Regions from separate parts of the Ovis aries genome. Here region 1 is linked to region 2. The links are chromatin contacts, called in public Hi-C maps. All regions are on one chromosome and are shown on one strand. The core of a region is the stretch at or near the end of the contact, and the rest is flanking DNA. Distances in the headings are between cores, read along the strand shown. Region 1 overlaps ARHGEF3 (Rho guanine nucleotide exchange factor 3). Region 2 holds the start of ARHGEF3 (Rho guanine nucleotide exchange factor 3).

The links. A called contact is a pair of places that touch in the nucleus more often than the background predicts.
Region 1: a contact with region 2 is called in a Hi-C map of tail adipose tissue, with 2.5 times the contacts expected there. The contact joins the enhancer-like site here to the promoter of ARHGEF3 in region 2. A contact is called at or near these places in 3 of 16 Hi-C or Micro-C datasets (hypothalamus, skin fibroblasts and tail adipose tissue).

What each region holds. Positions count from the first base shown.
Region 1 is chr19:44,168,258-44,172,358 of ARS-UI_Ramb_v3.0, reverse strand. The region is part of intron 2 of ARHGEF3 (Rho guanine nucleotide exchange factor 3); the gene reads right to left. Among named protein-coding and RNA genes, the nearest start is that of ARHGEF3, 65 kb to the right of the region's middle. Within about 2 kb of position 2,583, at least 34 of the 54 cell types and tissues checked have an H3K27ac peak or open chromatin away from gene starts, as enhancers often do. A contact at or near this core is called in hypothalamus and tail adipose tissue, where this site is marked.
Region 2 is chr19:44,103,166-44,107,182 of ARS-UI_Ramb_v3.0, reverse strand. ARHGEF3 (Rho guanine nucleotide exchange factor 3) reads right to left here and starts at 2,316. Exons shown (of 13, transcript XM_042236047.1): 1 at 2,025-2,316.

The sequences.
Region 1 (4,101 bases), core at 1,334-3,833, 65 kb before region 2:
AGTCGGACCTGACTGAAGCATACACAGTCAGTCACTCAGTCTTTTTGTGACCCCACGGACTATAGCCCTGCCAGGCTTCTCTGTCCATGGGATTCTCCAGGCAAGAGTACTTGAGTGGATTGCCATTTCCTTCTCCAGGGGATCTTCTTGACCCAGGGATCAAACTCACATCTTCTACATTGTCAGGGGGGGTCTTCACTACTGAACCACCAGGGAAGCCCAAGGTGAGTATTTATTGAATACTTAATCCTGATTATCGTATCAACCCTACATCAGAGGTACTAATATTAACTCTACTTGATAGATAAGCAAATTGAGGCACAGAGGGTCTAGAAACTTGCCCACAACCACAGCCAGTAAGCAGCAGAGCAGAACAAGAGCCCCAGGAGGCAAACGCTAACTTCAACAGGAAGTGTTTGCCGTAACCCACCTGTCACCTGAGTGTCACCTGTCCCCACCCTCACACAACTAGTTAAATGGGATTACAAGGCTAGAGGAAAGTTACCAAGGTAAACTGTACCCTGCACAACAGGGAAGCCCCCACATGGATCACAGAGTCCCAGGGAAGCCCTGTGATCAGGACCTGCCTTCCAACTGCTCGACAGCCTGTCCCTCCTGTCCCACCAGCTCTGTACCCAGACTGCATTCGACCCTGTAGAGCAGCTGAGGGTGAAGATCTGAAGCTGCAAACCAGGTCCTTCAAGGAGCGAGGGCACCACCTCCATGAGGCTCTGTTCTCTAATACATAAAAGGTAAAGGGTGATGTTTATAGCACCCAGCACAAGGCCTACTCAACTTGACATGTAAACAGAAGACTGTGGGCCCTAGAATAAAACTAACCCCTCAGATTTACTTACCAAAAATTATCCAGTGTACCAAGCCCTTTACATATATCATCTCATTTGGGATTAATTTCTTGGTAGAACGTGAGAAAAGAAACACGGGTCAGGAGAGATGGATGTACAACATAAAGCCCTCAAACCAATAAATAACTCACCTGGAACACTCATCACCCCAGTGACTGAAAATAAAATCATCCCCAGCACATGGTGCACAGTTGGTGCTTAATAAATGTCGAATGAACCATGGATGCACAGGAACCATTTTTAAAAGGACCTGCCACCTTCCCTGCTTCCTTGAGCCGCACAAAGCAAATGTATATATAGAAACCACCCCAGCGGCACATTCAAGTAATGTGAGAGCAAATCATGAAGAAGCCCAGCTATGCCCACCTGCCAGGGGAGCTCCCAGCTGTTGGTGTCAAGCACCGGCATGAAGTAACATGGAACCCGCACACTGATGAGACAGATTGCAGTTGTTTTTAAACAAACCATCACAGTGGCTCAGGGCTTCCCTTGCAGCAACCCCACACCTTCGGCCAAGAAACAAGGAGCTCGGTGGGCAGAGCTGCATCCTCCAGGCTCCACTGTCACAGACATCTTCCAGGCCATCTACAAACAGCTCTCAAGAGCCCACAGGCTGCCAGGCGGCATCCGGAGATGATCAGATTTCTATCAGTACCGACACATGGCACTTCTCTCTGGCTGCCATTCAAGATGCCACTCCTCCCCTCAAGGGCTGCTAATACGTCCTGAACAATCAAGCCTTTAAGGATTGGCTCTGTATCAGTGGTACCTACCACCTCGCCAGTGTTCTGCCTGCTGCTGACAAACCCCCTGACATGGTCTCGATTTCCCTGTGCCCCCTTCCTCTCAAAGATGGGCCCACACACCCATCTCCATCCCAGGCAATTAAGCAACACTGCCCCCAGACTCTCAACACCACAACAATCTTCCTCCTGACCTTCAGAGAACAACCCTCCCTGGCTGATTTTTCCTTCAACTTTATGGCATCAACTTGTTTCAGACTCTCTAAGTTCAAAACCACTGGCCTCACATCCTGGTGATTCCATGTATACTAAGAAGTCAGGATGTGATTCCCGCTGTAGAGGGAACACAAGGAATGCCAGGCACCAGTCATGTTGTGTTTCTTGATCTGGCTGCTGCTGACTGCAAAGGCGTGTTCAGTACATGAGAGCCACATGGGTTATTTGTAGGCTTCTCTGCATGTACTGGATTCATCTAGAGAAGGTTCATAAATAAAACTGCCGATTTACATGAATTCTCAGTGTGTTCTAGAACTTTAGGGGCTGGAGCTGGGGATCAGTTACTCCATATTTCATCCTCATAAGTCACAGGGCTTCTCAACAGCCTGAAAAACCAGTTGTTTCTGTGGTTGAGACCCACAGATCACACTGGGTTCAGAAACTTCCAAAAGCCCAGAAGGAAAGGCAGCCACAGACGTGCTTCCATGGCACGTGGCTCCTGTGGACACTGAGCCAGAACCGATTTTGTCTGCTCCATGATGGGGCTTGCACAGCGACCGCTTGGCCTTCTAGAAGAGAACAGCCAGCCAGAATGGTTTTCTGCAGAACGTCCTAGTTGTAAAATCATGGGTGCTCACAGGCGATGGATGCTCTGATTGCAACACGCATTGTTTTCAGAGAATAGAGGCCATGCCGGCAGCGCCTGCCCCAACCCTTCACATTCACCTCCCCCTCTCAGCCTCTTCTGAGCTGGCCGGGGATGGGTGTGTTCCGGGAACTCACTACTCATGAGTCACCCTCTCAGGGCCTGACGGCTGCTCCTGGATCCTGATCAAGTTCTTTTAAGAGACTGGCTTTGGTGTTTGGGGTTCACGCTGCAATAACTTGCAAAAATAAAACATCTTTTTCATGAGCAGACTGAGCAGCACATGAATGAATCCATGCGCCTCAAGACCCCCCCCCCCCTCCTGTGTAACAGCAAACACTCGTTTCTGAGTTCTTTGGTCAGAGAGTCATATGGTCACACCAGCCATTTAGCAATGGTGAATTTCTCATCACCTTATCCCAGCAGGGCTGCTCTGCTGGGCAGCTGGGGTGGGATACCACGGTCCAAGGGCAGCCTGGTCTTTGCTGGCCAGAGGACAAGGCGAAATTGGCCTGAGACCTGGGGGCTTATCCTAGCCTAGCTTCATGCAGGCTGAGATCTCCAAAATATTTTACACTGCATAGATTCTTCGGCAGAAAAGTCTCTGTTGAGCCATACTGGATGCACACTCTGAGAATAGATCAAACTTCAGCAAAACTAAATCTATACACTTTGCAGGAGGATGAACCTGAGGAGGAGGCCCTGCCAAGAACAGCCCCTTCTGGGAATGCATGAGCGCCAAGCGAGTCGGGGAGAGGGTTCATGTTCCTGGGGAGCTTTCTCCCTGAGGTTTCTCTGCTAGCTCCTTGGTTGAGCCTGGATGATGCTGACACCTGTGGTAAAACTTGACTCGATGGCCTTCTTGGAAGCCAACCAGAAAGAGACTCCAGACAGCACTGGGAGAAAAAGGCCTATGATGGGGACCCCAGAGATCTGGATTCAAATCCAGCTCTGGGACCATGGACGAGTCACTTCTCTCTGGACGTGGGTTTCCTCCTCTGTAAACCCGTCAAAGACGTCAGCACAGCATCTCTCAAGTCCCCTGAGTGCTGGTGGCTTTTCAGTTCCAGCCCACCAGACTTGTTTAATTTTTTTTTCTAATTAATTGCCAACATTTCAAAATCTGGAGGGCTCTTGAGAATTTAGAGATTTTACTTTAAAATCCCAAATTCTGGATTCTCTTGGGATATCAGCAGACCTGGCCACAGTGGACCCACATTACCCATAGGAGGCAGAAACTAGGAAACAGAAAGAGTTCCCAGAAAAGGGAATGAACCACCCCAAGCCGATGCCCTGTGAACATTTAAGCTGGGGACTCGAGTTCATAAGTCTGCATTATTTTGTTCCTTTAACATATTGCTCAACTTTTTCATTTTTCACTTCAACTGGAACACTTTGAATAAGCTTTGAAATCAAAATACCTCACAAGAACCAGTACAAACAATCTATTACGTGGGGCTCCGTAAAGCAGGGGACATATATCCCAGCCTGCCAGCAATTCTAACACTGTCAGTCCAGGGACCCAAGGCGGTTTAAAAGTCCTCTCGGACTCTCTGACCTCCATGGGCTGTCTCCTCAACCCTCTACCCCTCAGCCAGGGACATATGTTTGGGAGCCAGGACAGTGAGGT
Region 2 (4,017 bases), core at 1,067-3,566:
AAAATGGGGGAACATGACAGAAACTGACAGAGTGGGGGGCTGCTCTGGACAAAGTTGTCAGGGGAAACTTTTCTACAGAGGAAACATCTGAGCTAAATGGCATGAAGTGCCAGACATGAGAAAAGGTGGTGAAAGCGTGTGTTCAGCAGAAGGAAAAGCATGTGCAAAAGAGAAGCCTGAGGAGTCTCCTGACAAGTTGAGTTCAGATAGTCATCAACTGCACCCTATCCTAAAGGCCCCACCACAGGCCCTAAACACACATCTCCCACCCCCGCCTGCCTTCTTTCCCCACTGACTTTATCAGATTTTCTCAAGTCAAGGCAGAGCTGATTTGACTCTGAACTTTCCACTGGTAGGTGTGCTCTGAGCAAGGGCACAAAGGAACATGTGCGCACCCCTACCTACAGGGACAGAGGAAATGCTGACATCTTGGCTCCATTAAAAAGTGGGCCTGTCTTATATAGGGGACCATAACTCCCATCTTCCCACCTGGTGTTCAGGGCCCACATTTGGGGGATGCGGGCCTTTTGTAGAATACAATGTAAAGAGAACCCTCTGAAAAAATACACACCTGTGCTCCAAGCACCTCAGGTGTATTTCAGAAGGTTCTTAGAGCCCCAGGTTAAGAATGTCTGTCTGGTTACCACTGCCAAAAGAAAAAACTAAACTGGTTCAGCCCAGGAGCGCCCCACTGATGGAATGGACAAGCTTAGAGGTGAGTAAAAGAAAGAGAGGGGGCAAGATCAGGCCCTCAGACCCATAAAGAGACTCCCACACTACCTCTTCTAGCTCTGATAGATGTCAGCCTGTCAGAGGGACCAAGGCCTGAAGGGGTCCTAATGAAACCTTACCCACTACACTCCAGTGAGGGAAACATCCCACAACACCCCAGAGCCTCCAGAGAAGGTCCAAGACCACATTTTCCAGGATTGTCCTTGACAAAGGTCATCTCTAATTTCACATTCTGAGATAACATTTCACACAAGGCTGCTTAAGCATAGAAAGTGTTAATGCAAAGCCCAAGTGTTTCAAGGTGGAAGGGGACACCACGGCTACTGTGTAAATAATTCAGGTCTTTATCAGGAAACAGGGAAGTGCGCAGAGCTTGCTCACCTAGCTCACAGTGAAGTTAGTTAGGGATGGGGGTGCTCTGTTAATATCAGTCAAAATAGTAACAAGAAGGACAGTTAACCGAGGGAGAACTTAGCCTGTACCAGGCACTACAATAAAAAATTTAATCTCACACAACCTTTTAGGGTTTGTACTGTTATCATTTCCACTCTACAGATGAGGACACTGAGGCATGAGCAGGTGAAGTAACTTGCAGCTGACACCCAGACCCAGCAAAACTCTTCCGCACCCAGGGTAGAAGGTGCTAACACCTGGGCAGTGCATGAACTGCTTAAAAATAATTTTCTGCTACTTCACCCAAGACAACCACCATTTGGCAGTTGTCGCATCCTTGCCCAGTGCTGGAGGCAAGCCTGGTTTAGGCATTAAACGGAGTGAGAGCCCTCGAGGAACAAGCCACTCAGTTTCATCAACGTATAAACCTTTGATGAGGCCGCTGATAAGGCAAGCGCGGTTCTTCCTCGTGGCAGAGCCCACGGGAACTCGACTCAGTAGAAACTCCCATACTCGGAAGACGCCTGCCCCTCTCTGGCTACGAGAAGTTCGCCTTAACCCCATGGTGTCCGCCTCCCCCTGCTCCTCCCTGGATCCTCGAGCCGCTTAGTTTAAGCAGCAACGAGCACGCGGGCCCGAGTGGGACCGAAACCGCAGCCACCGCCCCGCGCGCCCAAAGCCGGGTTCCCCGCCGCGAAGTGACTGGTAGTCCCGCGAGTTCCGACAAACAGCGCCCAACGGGAAGACACGCCGAGGGAAAGGGGCTGCACCCCAAGACAGGTGGATCTCCCTCCCCGGAAGTGGGTCCGGGAACTTTTAGCCCAAGAGCTACCAGGGGATCGGAGTCAGGGTCTCCCGCGGAGCGGCGGCCGGTCGGGGCTGGTGGTGGCACTGCCTACCTGTGCCGTCCAGGGTTCCCCTGAGCGTTCAGGGAGCGCGGAGCCAGGAGCGCACACTCTGCCGCGGGCACCGGGATGGAACGAGGGCGGCTTGGAGGTGGGGTCTAGCTCCGGCTTGGTGGGTGAAGGTGGAGAGGAACCAGCCCGGGAAAGCCTCCCGCCCCAGGGTGTCTAGCAGGGTCTCCAGCCGGGGAAGGTCTAGCCGGGTAGCGAGGCTTCAGGCCAGCCGCCCACACTTACCTCCGCTCCCAGCACCGGCTCGACCCGCGGGGCTGCGGCGCGAACCGCCGCTAAGACTCTGGCAGCGGCGGCTACGGGGGCGGCTCCCCGGGGCGGGGCGGGGCCGGGCCGGGGGCGGAGAGGCCGGGCCGGCCACGTGGGCGGGAGGCGGGCCGGGGACCCCAGCAGGCGCCAGGCCGGGTGGCGGGGAGCTCGGACTCAGTTACACTTGGCCGCTGCTCAGCACTTCCCATTCCGCACCCTGTTGGGGTCCCAGGGAAGGCTGGGGAAGGAGAAGGGGAGACCTGGCCCCCGGGGCATGCCCAGCACCTATTTGGGAGATAATTTACTGGGTCCGGGAAAGGGTGCGCAGCCTGCCGAATCCCGTTCCCCCGAGGACAGCTCGGGGGATCTGTGTCCCAACGGGATACTGTGGCGACTCCCGAGCCATGGGCAGCACGAGCTGCCCGGGCGGGCGAGGGCCCGGGTCAGGCGCTTGGAGCCCCAGCCTCGCCTACCAGGCTGACCTTGGGCGTGTCTGGTCCTGCCCGAGCCTCACTTTCCCCGACTGTGGGAGTAAGAATAAGGACGAATCCCCGCGCGCCCAGCAGGTTCTCAGGAAATACGTTTGTGGGCGGATGCTGAACTTGAAAGAGCAGCAGCCAGCAGTGTGGCCTGAGTCTTTCGTGCCGAAATAGACATGAGAATCTACATACTAAAAGCATTTTCTGTACTCATTCATCCATTCAACAGATTAAATTCTTCCAGTCCTCAGGACCCCATAAAGTCAGGAATAAAAAAAAGTCCCTACGCACTAGTTATGAGCTCTTAGGAAAGCACAAACCATGATAAAAAAGAAAAAGTTCATCAGCTGCTTTCATGTGCCTGGCGAGGGCTTCAGGTGCTTGATCTACTTGCCTTGTGAGGTGTAGGGCTTGAGTGGGCCGTCTCAGGAGCTGAAGCTTAGGAAGGTGAAGCCAGCCCCAGGTCAGAGGAGAAAGCACCAGTTCCAGGGCTAAGTTTCTCTGCAGCCATACCTCCAGTAAACGGAGGATCAGGCTCTGAGTGGACCTCCTCACTCTCTCCATGGGGCGAGCTCTAATCCCCACCCCCTCATTTCACCTCACAACGGGGAGGGGGATGTTGAGGCCTTCCCAGGAGGGACCTGCCCTGGCAGCAGCCACTGGGATGTAGATCTCCCAGCCCAGGCACCAACCCCCCACACACCTGTCGCCACCATTCAGACCTTCATCTGGCACAGCTGAGACTTCCTTTATTGCAAACTCCTGTCTCTTCTTTGCAGGCACTCAGCCTCCTAGGGCTGTGTGACCTCTTCCTAGCCCACAGCCCACCTTCTGGGCCAGACACTGACCAATGTTGAGCAAAGGAACTTTCATTCCAACTACAATTCCACTTCATTCCACCACACCTTGATCCCAAACCCAGTGCCTCACAACCCATCCCTTTCCTGTGTAAGGATCACACACCCTGTCCAGGACTCCATTTCCAAGGCCAAAACCTATATCCAGATCCCCAGTCCTCAACCTTTTCTTCCAAACCTCTTTTGTTCCTCTCCCTCCTCCGCAGGGTGGAAGAGCACTTACTACAGCCAGCAATGTTTTTTAGGTAATAATAAAGGGGTTCCACTCCCTCAGCAACCCAGAGCTCAGCAGGCACTGCGGCCCCACAAGTCAACACCTGGTGCTCTACTCAGGCGGCGCTGTCCCACATAAAATTTCTATTTCCATTAGATTCCATTTAATGATTGGAGCGT